2 separate regions of the Triticum aestivum genome follow, and region 1 is linked to region 2. The links are chromatin contacts, called in public Hi-C maps. All regions are on one chromosome and are shown on one strand. The core of a region is the stretch at or near the end of the contact, and the rest is flanking DNA. Distances in the headings are between cores, read along the strand shown. Region 1 holds the start of LOC123063737 (transcription factor MYB59). Region 2 has its middle 32 kb from the start of LOC123063736.

Region 1 (4,750 bases), core at 588-3,087, 41 kb after region 2:
TTTTTTCGTTCCTTGTTGCTACGTTATTTGTGGGAGATTAGATGTGACATCCTTAAAAAATATCTAAATGTGAATTAGACAAACTCAATTCCGTTTATGCAAATTTCGCCAGCCTTTAGTTTCGATATCCGGAATTAAAGAAGGGCCTACTTCGGCATCAACATGATGAATGAATGAACATATCGTGTGTGTGTGTGTATTGCACAAAAACATCCAGATTAAATAGATTGAGGGGATATACTCATGGTGGTCAAATCTTTATTTCTTTTTTACAAAGTCCATCCGAGTTCTCAAGTACTAGTATATATAGTACAGCTAGTAGCTGTTATACATTGCTAAAACATTAAGGAGATATTGAAAATTATACCATAATAAAAATAATTACATGCATATGTGTAGTTATTACTCTATCATACATACACATGGAGATTACATGTACAAAAGCATAAATCCCAAGGCAGGCATGCACTGATCACATGGAGAGTACATATCAAGTCTCGTCTCAGCTAGGATATGACTTGGACGCATGCACGTAAGCATCTTCAGCTAGTTGGCAGCTAGTAATTGGCTAAGCAAAGATCGATTGTGTATGAAAAAGATCATGAGGCACCGGCGACGGCGAGCATCTTCTTGTACTCGACCTCGTCGTCGCCTATCCCCCAGAGCGAATCCGAGCAGCAGTAGTCCCACACCGGCGATGAAGGCGGCGGCACTATCATCGACGGCACGGCGGCTCCCCATGCGTAGGAGTCCATGATGGCGTCGTTCCAAAGGAGGTGGCTGTCCATGCCGATGCCGGCGGTGTAGAGCAGCTGGTTATCCGCTTGTTCCTGGCTGGCCGCCGTCTCTTGGTCGCGGTGGCCGTGATGCGAGTTGTTGTCGTTGTCGATCGTTGAAGAGGAGGAGCTGGACGTGGTGGCCGGAGACGCCGCCGACATGGACGTGGACGTGGTCGTAGAGGCCGAAGCAGCAGAGGCGCGCGTGTCCTTGTGGAGCTTGCGGGTGTGGGTGCGCCAGTAGTTCTTGATCTCGTTGTCGGTGCGCCCCGGCATGGCCTTGGCGATGCGTGACCAGCGGTTGCCCCAGCGGGCGTGGAGGTCGACGACGAGGCGCTCCTCTTCGGGGCTCATCCGGCCGCGCTTGAGGTCCGGGTGCAGGTAGTTGACCCACCGGAGCCGGCAGCTCTTCCCCGTCCGGTTAAGACCTGTCGCCAAGACAAACACAAGAGCAAGAGGTGCCGGCGGAGACCGAGAGCGTTAGCACACAAAGGACCATGGCTACATCATATTTTGGTCCCAGACATGCATGCATGCATGGCGCATGCATGGCACGGCATGGGTCACCCGCCACCTTGCAAACCTGACACCTTAGCTAAGAAATCCCAGCGGCGCTCGCCGAAGAGCCGCACGAACCACGCCAGCTTCATGTCCTCCTGCTCCGTCCATGGCCCCTTGCGGAAACCACCCGATGCAACTGCTTCCTCCTCCTTCCCCGGCGACGGCGCCGCCTTGGCCTTGGAAGCCTGCTTCGTCTTCATCGATGGAGATGTGATGTGAACACAGCAGCTAGGCACCAAGGAGCTACGGACAGAAGACGTTGGTGGTGCGGCTGGTGGTGGGATCAATCAAGAGCCACTTGACTCGAGGAAGAAACGTATGGAAATGGAACGGAATGGAATGAAGGACTCCACTTGGGAGGTGGTGTGGTCGACGGCCGTCTTATAGGCGGTCGGGCAGGGGCAGGGGCAGGTGAGGTCGCATCCATGGGCACACGTCTTGGATCTACATGCTCTTTGCTTGCTTTTGCTTTCCTTTCGATTGGGGATAGAGGAGGAAGATAGCGATAAGTTGCCGGCCCGGCCGGCAAGTGGAGTGGAGGCTGATGTCAATGCACATCTATCACTAGTATATCAATCGCACCAGCCACCAGGACGGACAGTGCCGTGGATGATGGATCCATCCATCCATATATTTTTCAAGGGGTCGCATATGTCGTCCTTGCTGATGATTGCCTCTTTTTACCAAGTACAGCAGCACCGATCATATATTCGTTTCGTCGATCCGTGCTGGCTAGCTGGCCCTCCATTTCTCTCTCTCTCTCTCTCTCTCTCTCTTTTCCAAGAAACATCGAGTGAGTACAGCATAGACGCGTACATATCATATATGCACACCATCACCACTGACACCACATGCACGCAGCACGCACACTCACAGTGCGGGACACTAGTTGAAGAGTTTTGGTAAATCACCGCGCGTACCTCACTATCAATAAGGTGATCACGTCCCAGCGGAAAAAAAATACAATCTTGCGAAGTCTTGGTCGACTTAGATTTTGTCAAGTCTCGGTCGATAGTATATCCGTAAGATCTTACATTAGAATCAATGTTGGGGATATCGCTTATCGGAAACTTATCGGTCGACCCATGATAAGGGGTAAATTGGCCAGTTTATCGGCATATCGGCCGATTTATCGCCATATCGGCTGATTTATCGGCCGATTTATCTTATCGGTCTGACAGCCTTAAGCGATAAATCGGCCGATTTATCGGCATATCGAAAGATATCTTGAACAGTGATTAGAATCCATGCAAAATTTTCTTTTTTTTCGATTGTATGTTACGTTACTTTAATCGAGACTTTGCTAAATCTCAATCGACTGAGACCTAAGCACACCCAAAAAAATATTCCAGCTTAACAAGACGCAAAGCAACAAACCTGGAGTTTAATCCATCTGTATAACCACCACAGGTTGATTACTGGAAGAAAAAGGTTTTCGCCTTGTTTTATATGTAAAGCAATGATCACCATACAAACCGACGCAAAACACCACATCACCACAACACACGCATCCAAGGCAAGATATATATGGGGTGATGCTAAATGTCAGCAACATCACGCAATACAACTACAGTTAGACAATAGATGGACACTAAGCATCACTATGGAGTCGATGGCACCCTCAACCGTGAACAACCCACCGCGAGGAGGCGAAGCTAAACGCTGGCGAACCATGAGCTCCAACATGGTATCTTCAGGAAGGAAACGATACCGAAGCGCTGCCACAGCTCGATTGAAAGGATCAAGATTTTCACTAGGAGCATGACAATGCACCAGGAGCAACCATGATGAAGAGTTCAAAAAGGTGATGACGTCCACAGACACCGCCTCCGTAGACGTAGCCTAAGCCAGACAGGGTTTTCAGCCTAGCAAGCACACCCCATGTCCAACCATGGTGCGGCCAGTCACGAGAACATCTGTCGCACCACCACTAGAGAACGCTAAACACCAGCCAAAACACTGCCCACCTGGGTCCGCTCCTGGCAAGCACCAGGCACCCGCCCATCAACGAGCGGTGACGACCCGACCACAACTTGCCTCCATAGAAGGACTCTGGAAGCACGCACCTGAGCTCGCCGCAGATGAGCCAATGTAGGAGTCGTGCCTCGTCATCGCTGCGAGATGACCTGCCGAGCCACCATGGACTGCTGCACAACCATACAAAAAGGCCATCACGCACCGCTAGAGGCCGTCGCCGCGCCGCCTAGACCATACACCAAGCATCGGCAGAAACGAGCCTTTGCCACCCCCTTGCGTTACATGCCATTGATGAGGTGCGATATCCAGGTAGATCCGACCGCAATCCGGTAGGCACACCCCCACCATCGGTTTCTATGCAAAATGCGTAACCAAGGGAAACTCCAACGCAACGACGCATATCATCCGCTTGTGTCCGTTTGGGTGGAAACGGAGGAAAACTCCGGCCCAATGCGCCGATGCAAACCCATATTTGGTTGACTCGCTGCACGTCTGGATGCATTCGCTATCCAAATTTGCGTCTGATTTGCGTTCACGTAGACACACGAGAATGACACATCGCGCGTTTGCTCAGTGTCCACCATGGGTGCGCGTGTCGGCCACCCAACTACCCCACATGGTCATAGTGAATGCATCCACCTAACTTCGTCCCACATGGCAGCGGCTGGAACAGTCCGGAGTCCAGGTCTTTTTTAAATTGGGAGGGTCCGGCCTCATCCACTTGCTCTCCCAATTCCGTCCACATCTGGCCACCCTCACTCCCTCACCGGCAACAGAAAACCCTAGCTAGCCCATGTATCCACCATGGGGTTCTTCAACAAGGGGAAGGGGAAGTGCAAGTTCGACGTTCGCATCCTGCGTGTCGTCGACGAACGCTTTAGCGTTGGTGCCATGGGCAGGGAGGGCATGTCGACCACGAGACCGGCTCTACATCACAGTGCACCGTGTGTGGTATCACTAGTAGTACCGTGCCCCACTGCCGTGGCACGACGTCAACCTCCCCCACAGATGGCACCTCGACCCCCATCTCAAACACTGGAGGCAGCGTGGGCTGGCAGAGGAGCGGGAAGAAGGGCAACGCCTCATGCAATTGGAGCGTGAGGAGGAGGAGTGCCGGCAGCGCTGTGCACGCGAGGAGGAGGAGCATGCGTGCCGCGCAGGAAACGGTGTAGGAGGCAGCGCAGACGGCGTACCAGCACACCTTCCTGTGGGTTGCGCCGCCACCGCCCTTTTTCGACATTACCGACTCTGACGATGAGGGCGACGTTAGGGCTACTGTGCGGCTGGGAGGGGCCTTTTTTAAGTTTTTATTCTATCTTTAATTATGTTTAAGTGGACTTTGGCTGGTGGTTGACCGGCCGTTTTATTGTACAATTATATTTAATTTATTTGCATGTTTTAAATTTTATGGGCTTTTTTAGTTTTTTAAGACCATG
Region 2 (4,959 bases), core at 746-3,245:
ATTTGAACTAAGATCATCGATTTTTAATAAACTCATCTGAATTAGGAAAAAGCTCATCAAATTTGAAAAAAAAATCATTGAATTTGTGAAAGTTCATCAATTTTGAAAAAAGGTTCATTGAATATACAAAAAATCATCATTTTTTAAGAAAACAAGAATTTTTTTCAAAAAACTAAAAAATAAAAAATAAAACACGAATACAACCGCCCCGAAAAGGACCAATGAATCAACCGATTTGCGTCCAAAACCTGGGGTTGCCGTGATTGAAGAGAGAAGTAAAATAAAGAAAAAAAAAGTTTAAAAAGCACTAGTCCTTCAATGGCCCCGTGGTTACGGTCGTTTGCTTCGAAGGAGCTGGTCGCGGGTTTGTAGTCCCGGCCCTGCATTATTTTGTGAACGTTCTAAACAGAAGGGGAAAAAAGAAAATGTGCCAAGCCCAATTAACACGCCAAAGGGAATTTGCTATTCGCCGCTCTCTGCGGCAACAAGTGTTCGCACAGGCGGTCGATGCGATAGGTCGTATTGGGCCAGCCTGTTTACGCCCTTTCAGCGTTCCCAGTTTTGGGAACCTTCTAGAGGTTCCCAACCGGATTTCTTTCTTTTCTGTTTATCTTTTCATCTATCTTATTTTTCTATTTCTTTTTCCCTTTTCTCTCCCTGTTTCCTTTTCTGTTTATTTTATTTATTTATTTAATTTTTATTTTTTCTCTGATTATCTTTTTTTTTTCATTTTCAATTTTCTTTCTCAAATTTCTTTTTATTTTTCAAAAGATGTTCACATTTTACAAAAATTTTCATTTTAAAAAATGCTCCTGTTTTCAAATTTTGTTCCTAACTTGCAAAATTTGTTTGATTTGTTTCAAAAAATGTTCATAATTTCATGAAATGTTCCATTTTCAAATATTTGTTCAAAACTTAAAAAAAGTCTCATGGTTTTAAAAAACATTTTCTGCAGTTTCAATTTTTTTGTTCGCATAGGCAAAAAAATGTTCCTGTCTATCAAAATGTTCAGAAATTCAAAATATATTCGCACTTTTTCAAAGTATAGAATTTTTTTTCGGAATTTTTGAACAAATTTTAGGTTCAAGAGCAGTTTTTTTGGAATGTTTCAAAAATTTGTTTTCAATTTTCAAAAAATGATCATTTTTCAAATTTTGTTTGGTACATTTTCCTCGAAAAAAATCACATCTTTCAAAAATTGTTCATCATTCTAAAAAAATGTTCCCGTTTAAAAACAAAATCACGAATTAAAAATGTTCCTGCTCTCAGAATTTGTTCACAAATTAAAAGATGCTCCTCTTTTGGAAAAGTCTTCACAAATTCAAAAAATGTTCGCATTTCGTCAAAAATTGTTCATGTTTGTGATTTATTTTTTAGAATTTAACAAAATGTTCATATTTTTCAGAATTTGTTTACAAATTCAAAATATGTTCCTGTTTTTATTTTTTTCAATAATTCAAAATATTGTTCACATTTTCAAAAAACTTGTCTGTTTTGATGAAAACTGATCTAATTTTTAAAAATGTTCCTGTTTTTCAATATTTTTACATAACTTCGAAATTGTTCCTATTTTTAAATTTGATTACATATTCGGAAAAATGCTAAAAAAGTTTAAAACTTGTGTGTGTTCATAAAAGCGTTCTTCCATTTAAAAATAGATTCAGAAATTATAAGGAAAGATAAAAAAAGGAAAAATAACCGGATCTGGTGATGTGGTTAGTTCTATAGTATTCGCATTGCCATATCACCACAAGTGTCAGTCAGGCGTAGTGGTTAGGTACCTCGCTCTACAAGTGTGCGGTCATGATATTGAGTCCTCGCTGAAGCTTCATGCTTTTCTTTCATTTTTACACCGCTCGCTGCCTGTGTGGACCGGCCCAGTCGGGGGCGCCCTGTGTGAATCCCCGACTGTTTGCCGCAGTAAGCGGCACATAGGTGCTCCCGCGCCAAAGGATCGCCGGTTAGGAGCTCTCCAAGTAGATGCCGTGATAGCGCAATTGTTTGGTCCGCCTAGAGATGCATGACTGGATCAGAAGTTGACAGACGCGGACCTGCATGAGCCTCGATAAGGTCCTGGTTTCCTGATGGGCTAACTCTGCTGCCCTTCTGGTTAGCTGGCCCATATACGCATGCAGCATTCCACAAAAGGAAAATTGCATTATCTCAAAAAAAAAGGAAAACTGCATTCATGGTTTGCGAAGAAAAAAGATGCATGCATCGTCGCCTTAAAATAATATAAATCTGACATAAATACATACTCCCTTCATTCCACAATGTAGTGCTTCCTTTATCCTCGTGCTTTAACTTTGATCGTAAATTTAACTATCAAGACCGATTGCGGCGCGAGCAAAAATTATATCAGTGAATTCGTATTCGAAAGAAGTTTTCAATTATATAATTTTTCTCCCGCCGCAGTTGGTCTCGTTGGTTAAATTTATGGTCAAAGTTGAACCTCGGAAAACACGGGCGCACTATATTTTGGAATGGAGGGAGTATGAAATTTGGTATCAGGATAAAACAGGCTTATACACTTCCTCTAAAAAATATGTGGATACATGCTGGGTAATTAGTGTAGAAGAACTGTTTCTCAGATAAAAGTGTGACAAGGAAAGATTGTTAGTTATTCGCAAAAAAAAAGCAAAAAAAGAAGGAAAGATTGCTAGTGCGTTGCATGAAAGAGGTTTTGTATGTCGTCCACTGATGCTAGTGCATGCACTGTCTCTGTACACTTGTTTTTCTTTTCCGGGCATATGTATCTCTCGGGGAATATCTCTGCGTCATTACCATCTTAATTACAGTGACTCTTCATTTAATACATTGCACATTTTTGTCTTTTACTGTATGCACTAGTGTAGAACCGGACAATAGCACCGATTCGTAAGGCCTTTTAGTGCCGGTTCGATAACCGACACTAAAGGTCCCCTCCCCCTTTAGTACCGGTTCAACACGAACCGGTGCTAAAGGCAACCACGTGGCACGAGCCAGCTCCGGGGGCAGGGAGCCCTTTAGTACCGGTTGGTGACACCAACCGGTATTAAAAGGTTGGGGATTTTGGGTTTATGATTTCTTTTTCATTTAATTTTGTGTTTTCCATTTAATTCTTTTTCGTTTGCTGGTATTTTACGATACTGCATATTATATACATTATATTTTACGATACTGCATATTTTATATATATATATATATATATATATATATATATATATATATATATATATATATATATATATATATTCGCGATATTCGTCACTCTGGGTGAGGAATAGTTATTCTTCACCCCCTCTATTTTACCATCAATGCATCGTAATTTTACGTTCCGTAAGTTTTGTCTTATTTCCGATGCAAAAAGGGACCGTAAGAAAATATATAATCGCCGTAAAAAATATTTTATGTTATGTAAAATTACAAACGTAAAAACATAGTCCAAAATACACATAAACTACAAATTTTCTTGTATTAAACTATATTTTTATTTTCTTATATCAAATTTTATGTAGTAAATCAATATGAATGTAACTATTTGAATTCCAAATGTAATTTAGTTATGAAATAATCATAAGATTACCTAATTAATTCACACATATATACACACATGTATATATATATATATATATATATATATATATATATATATATATATATATATATATATATATATATATATATATATATATAGACACACACACACACACAATTAGCTAGCTATATATAATTTCTCCTAATTGGTGCCTTCGGAGCCAGTAACATTAGCCTAATTGGTCCCTTCGGAGCACGATAACAATTAGAAGTGGTTCATGGGGCGGTAGCGGGTAAAAATATTCTCCTTTGGGATCTATGACCTGGTCGAGCAAAAATTCCGCTATTTCCTCTTGAATTGCTTCTATGCGGTCCTCTGGTAGGAGCTTCTCCCGCACCTCTTTGAACTGTTAAGAAGGAGATCAATATGCATGTGTATTAGTTATGTGACTAGATATCGATAATGGTGTAAAAATTGTGAATAATGTTCTGACAATCGTACCCACTCCTGTCTTTGAGATCTGCTCCTTTCGGACGCTATCATGCGAATGTTCTCGCAAACGTAGTATGCACACAGATTATTCCCCGGCGCCTGCTTCAGGGCCTTTACGAGAATGGAATTTGATCAGATAATAATTAATAAATCATGATAATTAAAGAGATGACAGCTAGCTAGTACTACTTAATTACTTACCATGGGTCGATACCATTTCAGATTTGGTTTCCATTGGCCTGGAGTGACGCTGATGAACTTTGCCCAAGCCCTGCCCGCCGACAAAGAAAATGAATAAATGGGTTATTAAATAGTTGTTATCAGGAAATGACGAACTAATTAAATAGGCCGAGATATAGTTAATAATGATTGAAATTACCTGTTGACTACCCCCTTCATGATGGTGTAGTCAGTTGGTTTCTTAAGTAGTGATTCTAGTACTTCAACTGTTCCTTCATCAACTTTAATGATTAACAAGATCCAGTGAAATCTTCATTCACACACGTTTACATGTCTTAATTAAGCGGGCATATGTAAGCAAAAACATGTAGCTAGCTAGTAGGCAAAAACAGAATTTATAGTACAAGACAGTGTGACTCACTCGAAGTTGTAAGGAAGTAGTATATCATCATTGTATTTGAGGCGCTTGAAGAACTCTAGCATGCTTTCCTCTACACTTTTTTCGTAATATGAATCTAATTTCCATGTGTATTCATTAATGGTATTTGGGTCAACGAACCCAATGCCATAGCATCCACCTTTTTTCATTTCATAAATCTTTATCCTACATAATACCACAGAAAAGAATATAGTGAGGATAATTACAGGTAATGATTGATCAAAATGATCACTACAGCTAGCTTGAGACTTAAATTACAGAAAGAAACCACTTACAGACAATAGCAATTGACGATAGATTTGTCGAGTGCGTCTTGATTGTATAACTGAAA

Evidence for each region. Hi-C and Micro-C count contacts between places; a contact is called where the count stands out from the background.
Region 1: a Hi-C map of leaf shows a contact between it and region 2, with 2.5 times the contacts expected there. The contact joins the promoter of LOC123063737 here to the enhancer-like site in region 2. A contact is called at or near these places in 2 of 5 Hi-C or Micro-C datasets (both in leaf).

Annotation. Positions count from the first base shown.
Region 1 is chr3A:748,816,664-748,821,413 of IWGSC CS RefSeq v2.1, forward strand. It overlaps LOC123063737 (transcription factor MYB59), which reads right to left and starts at 1,838. Exons shown (of 2, transcript XM_044487645.1): 1 at 1,360-1,838; 2 at 353-1,204. The coding sequence starts at 1,537. The coding sequence ends at 600.
Region 2 is chr3A:748,775,031-748,779,989 of IWGSC CS RefSeq v2.1, forward strand. No RefSeq gene overlaps it. Among protein-coding and RNA genes, the nearest start is that of LOC123063736, 32 kb to the left of the region's middle. Within about 2 kb of position 1,996, at least 5 of the 8 cell types and tissues checked have an H3K27ac peak or open chromatin away from gene starts, as enhancers often do. A contact at or near this core is called in leaf, where this site is marked.